Linked DNA regions of Mus musculus: all the other regions are linked to region 2. The links are chromatin contacts, called in public ChIA-PET maps. All regions are on one chromosome and are shown on one strand. Each heading gives the region's core, a stretch centred on a gene start, on an enhancer-like site or on the middle of the called end of the contact. The rest is flanking DNA. Distances are from core to core; before and after follow the strand shown.

What was found. ChIA-PET counts read pairs in DNA pulled down with a chosen protein or histone mark.
Region 1: an RNA polymerase II ChIA-PET map of effector CD8 T cells shows a contact between it and region 2, with 30 read pairs. The contact joins the promoter of Slc25a30 here to the enhancer-like site in region 2. A contact is called at or near these places in 4 of 115 datasets of contacts at active chromatin or transcription factors (bone marrow-derived macrophages, effector CD8 T cells, embryonic forebrain and 1 more) and 2 of 9 other capture datasets (embryonic tail and pancreatic islet).
Region 3: an RNA polymerase II ChIA-PET map of effector CD8 T cells shows a contact between it and region 2, with 47 read pairs. The contact joins the promoter of Tpt1 here to the enhancer-like site in region 2. A contact is called at or near these places in 6 of 484 Hi-C or Micro-C datasets (B cells, CD4 T cells, CD8 T cells and 3 more), 2 of 115 datasets of contacts at active chromatin or transcription factors (bone marrow-derived dendritic cells and effector CD8 T cells) and 1 of 9 other capture datasets (liver).

Annotation. Positions count from the first base shown.
Region 1 is chr14:75,783,858-75,788,660 of GRCm38.p6, forward strand. It overlaps Slc25a30 (solute carrier family 25, member 30), which reads right to left and starts at 3,180. Exons shown (of 10, transcript NM_026232.3): 1 at 3,068-3,180.
Region 2 is chr14:75,189,620-75,194,142 of GRCm38.p6, forward strand. All of the region lies in intron 2 of Lcp1 (lymphocyte cytosolic protein 1), which reads left to right. Among named protein-coding and RNA genes, the nearest start is that of Cpb2, 50 kb to the right of the region's middle. Within about 2 kb of position 2,837, at least 64 of the 459 cell types and tissues checked have an H3K27ac peak or open chromatin away from gene starts, as enhancers often do. A contact at or near this core is called in B cells, CD8 T cells, Th1 cells and 3 more, where this site is marked.
Region 3 is chr14:75,842,934-75,847,816 of GRCm38.p6, forward strand. It overlaps Tpt1 (tumor protein, translationally-controlled 1), which reads left to right and starts at 2,323. Exons shown (of 6, transcript NM_009429.3): 1 at 2,323-2,523; 2 at 2,684-2,757; 3 at 3,270-3,460; 4 at 3,761-3,866; 5 at 4,311-4,427. The coding sequence starts at 2,496. It overlaps Gm4285 (predicted gene 4285), which reads right to left and starts at 2,031. Exons shown (of 3, transcript NR_045294.1): 1 at 1,841-2,031; 2 at 1,618-1,724; 3 at 1-1,049.

The DNA of each region.
Region 1 (4,803 bases), core at 1,930-4,429, 590 kb after region 2:
AATGGATATAGAAAATGTGTTCCACGACTAACATGGTAGCACTCACTTTCCCTCCCAGTACTTGGGAGGCAGAGGCATGTCAATCTCTGTTAGTTCAAGGCCAGCCTGCTCTACATATCAAGTTCTAGGCTAGCCAAAACTACATAGTGAGGCCCCAAAATACCTAGCTCCATAAGGAATATCAAAAATACCAAAAATAAATTAAAAATAAAAATAAGTGATCCACATATATGTCTTAGCTAGGGTTTTACTGCTGTGAACAGACACCACGTCCAAGGCAACTCTTCTAAGGACAACATTTAATTGGGGCTGGCTTACAGGTTCATAGGTTTAAATGAAATCAGGTTCAGTCCATTATCATCAGGGCATCTTCCAGGCAGGCATGGTGCAAGAGGAACTGAGAGTTCTACATCTTCATCTAAAGGCTGCTAGCAGAATACTGACTTCCAGGCAGCTAGGATGAGGGTCTTAAAGCCACAGTGACACACCTACTCCAACAGGGCCTCACCTCCTAACAGTGCCACTCCCTGGGCCAAGCATATACAAACTGTGACAATATACAACAGAATTTTATGCAGCCACAAGAAAAAATGAAATCACGGCATTTGTGGGAAAATGTATACAACTGAAAGTCACTATATAAAGGAATATAAGTTAGGGGGCTGTTGAGATGGCTCAGCAGTTGAGAGCACCGACTGCTCTTCCGAAAGTCCCGAGTTCAAATCCCAGCAACCACATGGTGGCTCACAACCATCTGTAATGGGATCTGACACTCTCTTCTTGAGTGTCTGAAGACAGCTACGGTGTACTTACATATAATAATAAATAAATAAGTCTTTTTTTAAAAAAATAGAATATAAGCTAGACTCCAAAAGACAAACATTCCATGTTTTATGTTCATAAATATATGTGTATGGGCTGGTGAGATGGCTCAGTGGGTAAGAGCACCCGACTGCTCTTCCGAAGGTCAGGAGTTCAAATCCCAGCAACCACATGGTGGCTCACAACCATCCATAACAAGATCTGACTCCCTCTTCTGGAGTGTCTGAGGACAGCTACAGTGTACTTACATATAATAAATAAATAAATATTAAAAAAAAAGAAAAGAGATTAAAAAATAAATAAATAAATAAATATATGTGTGTATTTGTAAGTGTATGTGTACGGATCATGTTACTAGGAAGACAGTCATGAGAAAGGAGGAAAAGACCTTCGGAGAGAAAGGAAACAGCTGATGGACTAGAAAGTAGAAGGGCCGGGGCCTAGCAAACACAGAAGTGGATGCTCACAGTCAGCTAATGGATGGATCACAGGGCTCCCAATGGAGGAGCTAGAGAAAGTACCCAAGGAGCTAAAGGGATCTGCAACCCTATAGGTGGAACATTATGAACTAACCAGTACCCCGGAGCTCTGGACTCTAGCTGCATATGTATCAAAAAATGGCCTAGTCGGCCATCACTGGAAAGAGAGGCCCATTGGACACACAAACTTTATATGCCCCAGTACAGGGGAACGCCAGGGCCAAAAAATTGGGAATGGGTGGGTAGGGAAGTGGGGGGGGGAGGGTATAGGGGACTTTTGGGATAGCATTGGAAATGTAATTGAGGAAAATACATAATAAAAAATATTTTAAAAAATGAGAAAAAAAAGAAAGTAGAAGGGCTCTAACTGGGCAGGCAGTCGATGGAGGGAGGGGGCGGGTGGGTAGGATGAGAAACAAAGCTATGAAGTCAGTGTGATGAAACTCACTGCTTTGTACGATTATTCTTTAAAATTGGCACTGCTAGTACTTCTGCGGGCTCTCCAAGTTCCTCTTATATAATTAATAAATCATTTTCATTTTGGTCTGTTCTTTCAGTGTACAGTCTTAAACCGTAATCACATACTCTTCCCTTCGTGTTCTCATAAATCTCTCCCCCATTACACTGTCTTTTCATAAGCCTTTCCTATTCCTATTCTTCATTAAAAGCACACAGTGAGGGGCCGAGAGATGGCTCAGCCTGTTCTTCCAGAGGACCAGGGTTCGATTCCCACTATCCACATCAAGTGGCTCACACCTGCTTAGAACTCCTGTTTTAGAGAATCTGATGCATTCTGACTTCCAAAAGTACTTCGCATATAAACTCACAGACACATAAATAAGACTGGGTGAATCTTTTTTTAAGTGTACAGGTAAAAAAAAGAAAAAACCAAACTCAACACATACTTATGAAATATGGTGTTTTAAAAACATTTTAGAAATAGTACCATTTTTTCACGAGATAATTAAGCCCATGTTACAAAAGTTGGCAGTGCCACTGCTAAGATCTAAATCCATGCCTTTCAGCTTCACACTAACACATCTCCGAATGTAGAATCTACAAGGGCGTTCGTTCTAGCATTGTTTTGCTATTCTTAGGCAAGAACAATCCTGACTACTGAGTGTTTTGCCTGAAATTACACCTAAAAAGCCTTTAAAACGCATTAGCACGTTAACTTTTCGAGCAATTCATTTGACAGGTTCTTGCGAACTCGCAAGCAGCAACCTAGCTTGTTGTTTCACGAGCAATTTGTGTGTGTGTGTGTGTGTGTGTGTGTGTGTACGCGCGCGCCCCATTACCTTAAAGAAAATGGACATTGTTTATTAACCGCCTATTTAGCAACGCTGATGATTGAACCCGGGACCCTGTATACAATAAATAGCTCAACCACTGAGCAACATCCCCAGCCCTACACCAGCAATTCAATGGATGAAGAGCCCTATCCCGGGTACTGAGCTCGCGGGTGCTGAAGCTGCACCGTCTCTGCCCACGGATGGGAGGGGCGCACACCGGTGGGAGGAAGAAGTGTCGCAGCAAAGGGTGCAACCCTTGAGCCTCCCGGACGCCCCCCTCAGCCATCCTCCGCAGATCCCGCAGAACCACTAGAACCCGGGAGCGAGCCCGGGTCCCAGAGCGAGCCCGGGCTCCGGAACCTCGTACCCACCGAACCCCAGCCCGCGAACCCCAGCGCACTTCAGCCCGGAGCAAACCCGCCGCAGCGGTTCTCTGGCCAGGTCCACAAGGCAGCAGCGCGGCCGGGAACTCACCCCGCGGCGGAGCTCCTCCTGCTACTCCTCGGAGCCAGTGCAGCCGCCTGGGAGCACCTCGGTGCGGGAGCGGAAGAAAAGGCCGCCGAACGGCGGGCGCGGCCCAAGCCGGGAACGGCTCCGCCCGCTTCTCGCCCGGACACGCCCACACCACGTTCTCATTGGTCACTGTCGACACCGGCTCCCTCAAGGCCACGCCTCCAGCCACAGCCAAGGAGACCCAGGAAGAGCGGGTCCCAGAAGCAACCAGACTGGGGTTCTCAGGCTCTCACTGCTGGGAACCGAGCTGCGGGCTGCTCGCTGCTCCCCACTGCCTTCGGTCTGTGAAGGGGAAGCCGGGAAGCCACAGACTCTTCTTCAGAGGGGCTTCTCCGTGTCTCCCAGAACCTCGGCAGTCGCAAAGAATCATCTTGCGTTCACTGTTTTTAACATAGAGCTTTATAATTTGAAATGTGCTGACTGAAAACTGAGAGCCCAGACTCACCAACGCTAGCATTTCGCAACTCTTGCATTCTTTCTGTGTCTATTCCTTTCACACCGAACTCTTGAAAAATTACCACTTATCATATACAAGAGACTGAGTACATTTTCAATCATATCCCATATAAATATGATAATATTTATATCCCCTTGCTGTCTCAAAAGGTCATCCACACATGCGCACAGGAAACTCGGGAGCTACTAAAAATCAACCCAATGCATCTGAATTCACCTCTCGTAAACTTCTTAAACCAGAGCTCTCGTTTTCTTTTTCTTTTTTTCATTAGCTATTTATTTACAATCTGACCGGAGCCTCTAGTTTCCTAAACTCTTCTTAACTTTGGCATAGTTGCGGTCCAGACCAATTGTCTTGTCAAGTTCTGGATTCGTGGGATTATTTCCTCGTGATTAAATTTAGAAACCTTTAGAACAATGGCGGATATTCACAAGACTTCCTTCATTTCTGGACATGCACTCTGCCAGTTTGTCATTGTTACCTACGGAGCAAGGTGCATAGAGCAAGATGCGGCTTGTTCAAGGTTCCTATCTCCTCAACAAAGCCCCTCCTCTTTGCATTGAAAACGGATGTGGACTGCTGGGTTTGTTTCTTGGAAGCCCTTGCTTCTGTGTCCTGGGGATGTTTTATCGTCTAGCACTCTCTGCTCTCCAGCACAATGCCTACCAGTTCTCAAAACCAGTTCTCAATAGTCCTTGCCGATTGTCCTTGGAAAGTTTTGTTATAAAGTTCTTCTGTGTGTTTCCTTTTATATTGTGTCACATAACATAAAACAGTGTAGTTGGGTTCTCTTTAGAAAAAGAACCAATATAATGACTATATTCAAAGGGGATTTATTCAGCCACCTCACATGATATGGTCTGGGTAGTCAGTCCAAGGATGGCTGCCTGCAATGTGAAAAGGCTGGGGGACCTGGCAGCTGCTCATACCAGCAGCCTGGGTGCCTCAGTAGTCCCAATCTGATGCCAAGGCTCCTGTAGAACCAATGGCCTTCAGTCCATCTTGGAGAGCCAATGAAGCCTGGTTCTGGTGCCAGCAAAGGAATTTAGAAGCAATGACAGAAGCGCTCACTAGCAAGAGGCAAAGGCAAGCAAGCAAAGGGTTTTCCCTTGGGGCTCCTTGTATATCAGCTTCTGATAGAAGGTATTGGCCACATTCAGGGGGAGTCTTCCCACTTCAGTTTCCCTGCCCCCACACATCCCTCACAGGCATGCCTAATCTAGATAATACCTCATGGGTA
Region 2 (4,523 bases), core at 1,587-4,086:
TCCTGTTTTTTTTAAAAGGGTATAATTCCATTGTGTTTTTATTTTATCATGCGCCACATGTAGATGATGCTTTATTGAGTCATCAGTTAATGGACATTTAAATTGTTTCCGTTTCTTCGCCATATTTTCTTTGAGGCACCACCTCACTATGTAGCCCACTGTCTTGCCTCGGCTTCCCAGGTGCTGACATTACAGTGTCTGCCACCATGCCTGGCATTTCTTGGCCACCAAGAACAGCGCTGCTGTTTGGGGTGTCCTCCATGGGGATGTAGATCTCTTAATCCAATGGGTTCTTGTCCTCTTGATAAATAACCAGTAATGGTGTAGCTGGACCATGTGGTATTGCTGTTTTTAACCCCTTCAGGAATCTCCTGGCTCTTTATAAGGGCTATCTTACAACCTTGATAGTCTCATCTTCACTGGTTAAGGAAGTTGGCACAAAGGCTGAACATAGCAAAGCAAATTTAAAGGTTGAAAAATAAACTCCTAAACTAATAGCTAAAAAGGACGAACCATCTCCAAGGTGGGAGATTTATGAATTGGCCAGCTCCTATAGTTCTGTTTAAGATTAGTCCAAGATAGGAAGAGCTGTAATTGTATCAGAAAAGATTTAGGTTACAAGGCAGGGATATGAGACACCGGAGAGGTTATAGAGTTTCCTTATTTGGGTCTTTTCAAAGAAAATGCTAGATGGTTCTCTTTCTGGGACAGTCTGTTCACTGGCTCGCCTAGAAGCTAGGAATGAACTGGATCAGCGTCTCTTTAGCCGTGTGTGAAGACATCCCAGAAAATAGGTCCCATGGGCCACTTTGACAGCTCTGCTGCTCTGAACTGCTCCACTGGGCAGCCGAGCAGGGACATCTACCTGGGGTTCAGAAAGAGATGCATCTTCTGGAACAGCTCTGTGTGTGACGAAAGGTAAGGACAGGGACAGTGGCTGGCCCCTGGGAGCCAGGCCCCCTCCCCCACTTGCTCACTTCTTAAGAGACATCTCCGGGGTCCAGCCACTACTCTGGTGGGCACTCATACCAACCACGTTGTTCTCTGCAAGCTCGGCTCTAATCTGCAGATTCACTGCTCAGCTACTGAGAGAAGTCTTGAGACTTTTTAACATAGAAGGGACTCCCCCTGTCAATATAGGGATGAAGAAACTGAGGCCCAGAGAACAAACTGGAGGTTAATGCTACACAGCCGGAAGGGAGGCAGGGTCTCCTCACGAGAGCCCAGACACAGCCTTCCCTCACTCCCCCTGCCTTTTATCCCAGTAGAGACTCATTTGGCAAACTTACTCATTTAGTGAATTGAGTGGGCTGATTTCGGTATTTGGTATTCTTAGTTATGTATGTCTGTATTTCTGTACTTTGAGACAGGGTAGTCCTGACTGGCCTAGAATTTTCGCCATGTAGCAAAGGCTGATCTCAAACTCAAGGAGAGCTTACTGTCTCAGTATCCTTTGTGACAGGCTTGTGGGTCCATGTCACGATGCCTGCCATGCTATTTTCATTTTAGATAGGCCTCCTCTCTGCTCCTTTTTTTTTCCTTTAATTTGCAAAGGTCTGTGTTTAACCTTTTCCACTCCAGGAAATCCCACTATTACATTAATCATCATCTACGCGTTACATTCAAGACTTGACGTTTAAGCGTGGGCTTCATGAAGCACTAGCCTTTGGGGCTCCCATTCTTGTTCCTCTTTCTGCATCTCTCAGCAACTAGAGCAGAGCTTTATACAGAAACAACTAGGTGGGATTTCATTCCTGGATGAGTGAATGGTGGTGTATATTCAGACGATAACTTTAGATTGATCGATATCAGTTCTTTGAACAAACGTTTTGGGCATGGTTCTTAAAAATCCCTGTCCTAGAGCAAGATGAACAGTAGCTGTGGATTCCCAAGAGGCCAGTACCATGGGTAGCACTGTAGCCTAAGCAAGAAGAGGGGTGCCAGTGTACTATAGTACCCTCAGACTCCAGCCTGGTGTATCACCCTTGCTTACAAAGCTTGGGGTGGTTATCTTGGTAGAGAGCAGGGGTATTAGGGATGTTCAAGAAAGGACAGGCGGGGCCGTGCAGTCTCTTGAGTTGGAGATGGGGCTGGGACCTGTCCCTGTAACCTCAGAAGCCCCTTGATTGAATGGCCAACTTCTAGAGGCTTTCAGAGCGTGGTGAGCAGGCTAGAGTGCTGGGACCTGCTGGCTTTCCTAGCAGTGTCGGCCCAGCTGCAGCTTCACGGGTGACAGGCCTCCTTTGTCTTCTCCCCTAAGGCCTTCAGGTCAGAGGCTGGAAAGAAAGGTGTCGGTGCCCTAGAACAGCCTGTGGGAAACTGGTGCATTGGCAGAAAAAAAAAGTCAAATTTGAGGTTAAACTTGATAGAAGGATTTGTAAGATTCCCTTTAAGTGCCCATTTATATCTGAGACCATTTGTAATTGAATTCATTTTTAAAAAGGTATGTTTGGGTATTTGCCTGCTTGTGTGTCTGTGTACCAATTGTGCACCTGGTGCACGTGGAGGTCAAAAGAGGGAGCTGGGTCCCTTGGAACTGGAGTTACTGGAGTTACAGATAAATGGGAGCTGTCATGTGGGTGTTAGAAATCTAAACCCAGGTTCTCTGCAAGAGCAGCCAGTGCTCTTAACCACTGAGGCATTTCTACAATCCCTAAAACTGAATTGAAAAAAACAAAAACCCACAAAAAAAACCCCAAAAATCAAAAACAAAAAAACAAAGTCATTTAAAAGCTGTGTTTTTGGAGTCATCCTTTCTCTGAAAGGTGAACATAAGGAACCCGTATCAGTGACACAGAGTAAGTTGCGGTATATTCTTTGTTAGCTCTCCTAAGGGTGTTCCTGTGAAGCAGAGTCGGCAAGCAGCTTTCACCCTTTTAAACTGTACGAATGTTTTCTTTGGCTACAGAACCGTGTCACATCTTTGCTTCATATCTTAGTCACCTTAAGCTACTGTCAGCCCCGGTAGCTCCTGTGTTGCTTAGACAGTGCGTTTCTGATCGTTCACCGTTCTCGGAGGTCTCCGGAAGCTCTGTCATCCCCCTGGTGGATGCTGAGATCCCCTGAGGTTGCTCAGATGCAACTGGGACCAAGAGTCAGAAGTTTCCAGTTTTCCTTCACCTACAGAGTCAGATTGCAGAGAAAGTGGGGCACAGGCAGAAGTGTGCCTTGATCCTGTGATACGAGGTGGCAGATGCCTGGGACTCTAGCAGGTGGATAACTGGTCACTACTGTCCCTAACCTTAACACTGATGCACCCAGAGTAGCCTGCGTCACCACACCGGGACAGGCCGCTGCCCCCCTCTTTCTGCTGTTTTCACAATCAGTTCTGAAACCTGAGAAATCCCCACTCCTAAGTCCACACTCACTTAGAGGAGCCGTGTTCTTCTGCAAATCCCTCAGCACTGTGATCTGTGGTAAACACCTAACACGCGGTTTCTGCATCTGGTCCTTGGGCAATTTGAGTCAAAATTCTTCGGTAATAACTCATTCTCACAAACCTTGTTGTCTGTCGAGAAGGAGCAGACTTTGTGGCTTCGGCAGCTGGGGAGGTATTGAGCTAGTTTTAAAATTAAGTAAACAACAAACAGAAAAAAAAAAAAAACCTAGCGATCTCTTTAGCCAACTGTCTTGGGATTCTATGGCGATGGATCGAAAAGGCCAAAGTCCCCACGGGAAAGCAGAAGTGACCCAGAGAAATGATTTGAGATTCGTTCTCTTAGATCTAATGGTTTGGGTAGGGATCCATAAGGGAAGGTCCTGAGCTTACTGCTAGTTGAAATGCTTCCTGGCAGAGCATTGTTAGTTGGTGTGGTCATTAGAAAGGGACACGTGAGCTGGTGAGATGCCTCAGCAGGTAAAGGTGATTGGGACTCAGCCTGACGACCGGAGTTGGATCCCTGGGTCCCCACATGCTGAAAGAAGAGAAACGGACTCATTCGAGTTTTCCTCTTACCCCTACTTGTTCGATGTAACACACCCACAGCCATACACTCCCCCACACTAAATAAAATACAATTAAATGTTTTACCAAAAGGTAAGGCACGGGCAGGGTCTGGGGATATAGCTCAGTGGAAGAACACATGATTAATATATATAGGCCCTAGAAGCAAAAAGAATAAATAGTATGAACCATACTCACAACAGAGTCTGTAAAGCTCAATTGAAAGTACTCCCTCGTGCCCTGGAAGACACGTGCCTTCTTTCTTTTTGGGCTCCTGATACCCAAGTAGGAGCCTTTACTGCTGCCTATATGGTGCTAGTATTGCAAAGCGACACCTTCCCCTGAGGACCTGGATAATAGGTGGTGATAAGATAGTCCACTCCTTCTAACTGCAGGAATGAAAATGGGCACAGTCCCCTCAGGCAAACACATAAACTATGTACGATATCTAAAATTAGACACTACTGCAGCGATGTCCTTCTTAGACATGGCTGGTGTGCATGTTAGAACATTAATCATGTCCTGCCCCACGCTGGGGAAGCACTCTCCTTTCCACACCGCACTTGGTCTAATTAGCTGA
Region 3 (4,883 bases), core at 1,073-3,572, 650 kb after region 2:
TTTATTTAATTATTTATTTTTGAAACAAGCTCTCACATAGTCTAGAACTTGTGTGGCTGAAAAGGGCCTCAAACTCCTGCTCCTCTGGTCTTCACCTCTGCATCCCTGGGATTATGTGTGCTGCAATACAGCTAGTCCTCCCCTTCATTCATTTTCATAGTTACTCACTAGTCACTTAGTTTTCTCAACCTTGATTTAAAAAGCACTGTGGTGTCAGATGCTATGCATGTCTTTGTCCCAGGACTGAGAAAGCAGATGTGGGGGGCGGGGGGGGGGGCGGGAGAATGAGAGAATATCACATTTTCTCAAAGGAATAGTCCAGGTTGCCTGGTTCTTTATCCATTTTCTGACCCAAGGAGTGTTCCAAATTCACCTATGTTCTAATCACGAGACCACATCCTGAGTGATACTTTCTACTCCAGCCTGTAAGGCTTTTCTCACTATTAATGGTATTCTGAGATAAGAATGGTTGGCTCACACCTGTAATCCTAGCCCTATTGAAGCTAAGGCAGGAGAATTTTGATTTCCAGGCCTGTCTGGCCTCCGAAATCAGTTCAAGACTGGTTTGGGCTATGCAAGCAGAGGAGGTGAGAGGAGAGGTTAACTGAACAAAAGGCTTTTGGACCTGACAGTAATAACTTCAGGAATATTATGAAAAAAAATCGGGAATTGCATACATATCCCACATATTATTTATCACCTGTTAAGTATGTCAGCCTCTCACTCATCTTATTAAATTCACAGAAATTCCATTTCATACTAAAGCTCAAAGAGGGTGAACTTCCTGAGATCGTGGGACTGGTAACACAGACAAGATGCCAGCACTGCTTAGCTTCAAATCTTCAGCTCTCTTTCACCATGGTTTTGTTTTTTTTTTTGTTTTTTTTTTTTGTTTTTTTTTGTTTTTTAATTCTTCAATGAGCCGGACGGTGGTGGTGCACATCTTTAATCCCAGCACTTGGGAGGCAGAGGCAGGCGGATTTCTGAGTTCAAGGCCAGTCTGGTCTATAAAGTGAGTTCCAGGACAGCCAGGACTATACAGAGAAACCCTGTCTCGAAAAAACAAAAACAAAAAAAAATTTTTAATGATGTTAAAAAAATACATTTGGGCATAAAACTGGAGAAAATAACAGAAAAATCCAAAAAGAATATGTTTGGGGATCTATGTAAATGAGCATTTTTGAATAATTTGAAAATGAATACCTGGGATGTGCAAATAAGATTCACATAACTCAGAAATAACTGAGTTTTGAGACTGCTAAGTCATAGCCCCTCGGTTCTATGTCTACGTTTTCTGATGTCCTTCACTTTTTTACTGTTACCCCGTGTCCTTTAGAGTATCTAGGAAAGCAGCAGACCACCGCATCTTAAGTGGACGGTTTTTCTTCTGCTCTTTGGCTAGAGTTTTATTCCTGAATGGTTTACTCTGTGCTTGTAACACTTTGTTAGTGTGAACTGCCTTCTCCTTTGACATACTAACCTAACCTTCTGTCCGAGGGCAGGCAGGGCTGGCTATGTCCTTCTTAAGCGAGAAAATTGCAACACTAGGGTTACAACGGACTATAACCAAATCTGGAAGGGAAGAAACTGTGATTTCATCCTGCCATACATGTTTACCTGAACGGTGGGTCTCGGAAGTTGTATGTTGTACTTCGTGGTGGATGCGAAAGCCCTTCAAGTGACCCGGGCAAGTGGGAAGCTCCTTATTTTGGGTCTGTTTAGTCCTGCATCGCCAGGAATAAAAGGGATAAAAGTGACAATACAGAACTGTCCTAACAAAGGACACCGTTTGCGACCAAGAGCAGAACAGGCCAGCGAAGAGCTGTCCGGCCAGACCCACCGCAGGCTTTCACTTTCGGAACCCACTAGAGGACCAGTCCCCAGGACATCTCCCTCCGCGAGCAAAACCGGTGCAGTCTGTGGGCAGCCAAGGACCGGAGGTCGGAGACCCGGGACACCAGCCCGGCGCCATCCCCGTAGTCCCCGCAGGCTCAGCGGCGCGCCCGACAACAGTCATCCGATTCTGCTGACATTTTCTTTCCGAGAAAGGGGTGGGAACTGAAGCGGCGTGGCGGGAGGCGGGGCGCAGTCACACCCTGGCCACGCCCGGGCGGCGACTCAAGCGTCCGGCCATCGGTCGGCCGCAAGTCCCTTCCCGTCCCAGCATGCCCCGGGCGCACTATCCGCACACCGCCCCCGTTGCCCCGCGCACCCAGGGGCACTCCGCATTGTGTCCCAGCAGAGTCCCCGGATGCCCTCCCGGGGCCGGCCGGGCGTAGCCACGCCCCCGCACCGCCCTGCGTTCACGTCACCGCTGACGACAGTTCCGGGGGAGCCGCGGACGGTGACGTAGCCGAGCGTGCCCTCTATATGAGGTTGGGGAGCGCCCGCGTCGGCCTTTTCCGCCCGCTCCCCCCTCCCCCCGCGCGCCGCTCCGGCTGCACCGCGCTCGCTTCCGCGCTGTCAGGCTAGCGCCGCCGTCCCCAGCCGTCACCATGATCATCTACCGGGACCTCATCAGCCGTAAGTCCCGGCGCCCGCGGGCCTGGGTGCGGGTGGGCACCGGGGAGGCCGGGGACACGAGCGCAGAGCTTGGGCCGGGAGCCGCCGCGTGCGCCGAGCCCGGCGCGGGAAATGGCGGGCCTTCGCTCGCTCACGGGCGGCTCTCTCTGTTCGCTTTCAGATGACGAGCTGTTCTCCGACATCTACAAGATCCGGGAGATCGCGGACGGGCTGTGCCTGGAGGTGGAGGGCAAGGTGAGCGGGGCGCCGCGCGCGGGGAGGCTGGCCGCCTGCCTGCCGGGTCGGCCGAGCCGGGCCGGGCTGGGCTGGGCGCCGCGGGGAGGCCGCTGGAACTCGTGCAATCCTCGCTGCCGCCTCCAGGCGGAGGAGACGCTCTTGCGGACCTTGGGTTTTTCTAGAAAAGTGGAGGCGGAGCCGAGCCTGGAAATAGGTCCGCGAACTCAGCGCCATCCTCTTTCCGGGCGAACGGGGACATATTGTCTATAAGACAGGTTTGCGCTGTGCGCGCTTAACCCGTGGCGACTCGAGAGAGGCCACAGCAACTTGGTTCCGCTTGATGAGAGTGACCACCTCTCTCAGTCCGGGCAGCGACTATTTGGGGGGAGGTTAAGATGTTTCAGGGAGCTGACTGATCGTTGCCGGACCTTTTTTTTTTTTTCTCTTTTTTTCTTTTTTTTTTTTTTTTTTTGCCCCTTCGACTAAGTTGTATTGTCTTTTTGTTTTGTTTTGTTTTCTTCTAAATGTAGATGGTCAGTAGAACAGAGGGTGCCATCGATGACTCGCTCATCGGTGGAAATGCTTCCGCTGAAGGTCCGGAGGGCGAAGGTACCGAAAGCACAGTAGTCACCGGTGTTGACATTGTCATGAACCATCACTTACAAGAAACCAGCTTCACAAAAGAGGCTTACAAAAAGTACATCAAAGACTACATGAAATCGTAAGTGACATAAACACCCCGTTTTGGTGGTCAGCTTCCTAGAAGAAGTTGGTTGCTTAGGTAGGAAGGGCTTAAGAAAGGAGGGTCTTTTGTTATACAGTGAAGGTTGATTTTCAATAATGTGAGCAAGCCGGTAGAAAGTTACTTTAAAGGTAATATAGGAATTACATTCTTTTAAATGGTTTCTTGTCACCTAGTAAACTATCATTTTGCTAGAAGACATTACCTATTGGAGCTTATATTCTTACTTTACTGAAAGATTATTCAGTATTTTGATGACCTGTTACTTTACTGTTTTAGACTCAAAGGCAAACTTGAAGAGCAGAAACCAGAAAGAGTAAAGCCTTTTATGACTGGAGCTGCAGAGCAGATTAAGCACATCCTTGCTAATTTCAATAACTACCAGGTAAATGGACCAAAGGGTTGTATAATAACTGTGGGATCCGAAAAAGTCTGTTTGCTGTCTCGTACATGGCTCTGGCTGTCCTGGAACACCCTTAGACCCAGTTACCTCAGCCTTCTGAGATGAAAGTCTCAGCCCATTTTGTGTAGCACCACACCAGGCAAGGAGCTGGTATTAAAATGATAGGCATTGCTTTCTTTTCATTGAGACTGTTATCTGTAGACCAGACTAGCCTTGAACCCAGAGGTCTACCTGCCAGTGCCTCTTAATTGCTGGGATTAAAGGTGTGTGCCAACATGGCTAGCATATGTGTTATTTTTGAGAACTAGGGGTTTTTCTTGCCAAATTTTGGCCAGGGGTTATTCTGGATCTGCTTTTTATAGTTTGATTTTATATTTGTGTGTATAAGATAGTCTAATTGTAGGTTTTTGTTACGTGTTTCTTAAGTTTTTTATTGGTGAAAACATGAATCCAGATGGTATGGTTGCTCTCCTGGACTACCGTGAAGATGGTGTGACTCCATTCATGATTTTCTTTAAGGATGGCTTAGAGATGGAGAAATGTGTAAGTATCTTTAAATTAGTAGTGTCAAGACAGGGAGTGCAGCAGTGATTCTTTGCCATCTGCAGGTGGCAGGCCTTGTAGATTGTGAGATCTTTATCCTGTGGGAGAGTAGAGCCTTGAACATGAAAGGGGCTTGAAGATGAGATTAGCTGGCTTGCTAGAGTGCTCAGGGTCATGTGTGTAAGTAGTTTGACACTGGCCTGGGATAAACTCACGTAGAATGAGTGTGGTCTCTGCCCCACGGTAGTTCAAGTCCATTTCATATTACATGCAATAGGATGTTTCAGTGTTTACTGAGGTCAGTAAGAAGGAATACAGAAATGTCTGTTTTATAAGGGACTGGTGGAGACAGTGTTCCTTGTCCTAGATTTTGGAGGCTTTTTTTGTAAGCACAGTAGAAGGTGAGTTTAGAGATGTACTGGAGAAAGTGGGTGACCGCCTGGGACAGTGGGGTAG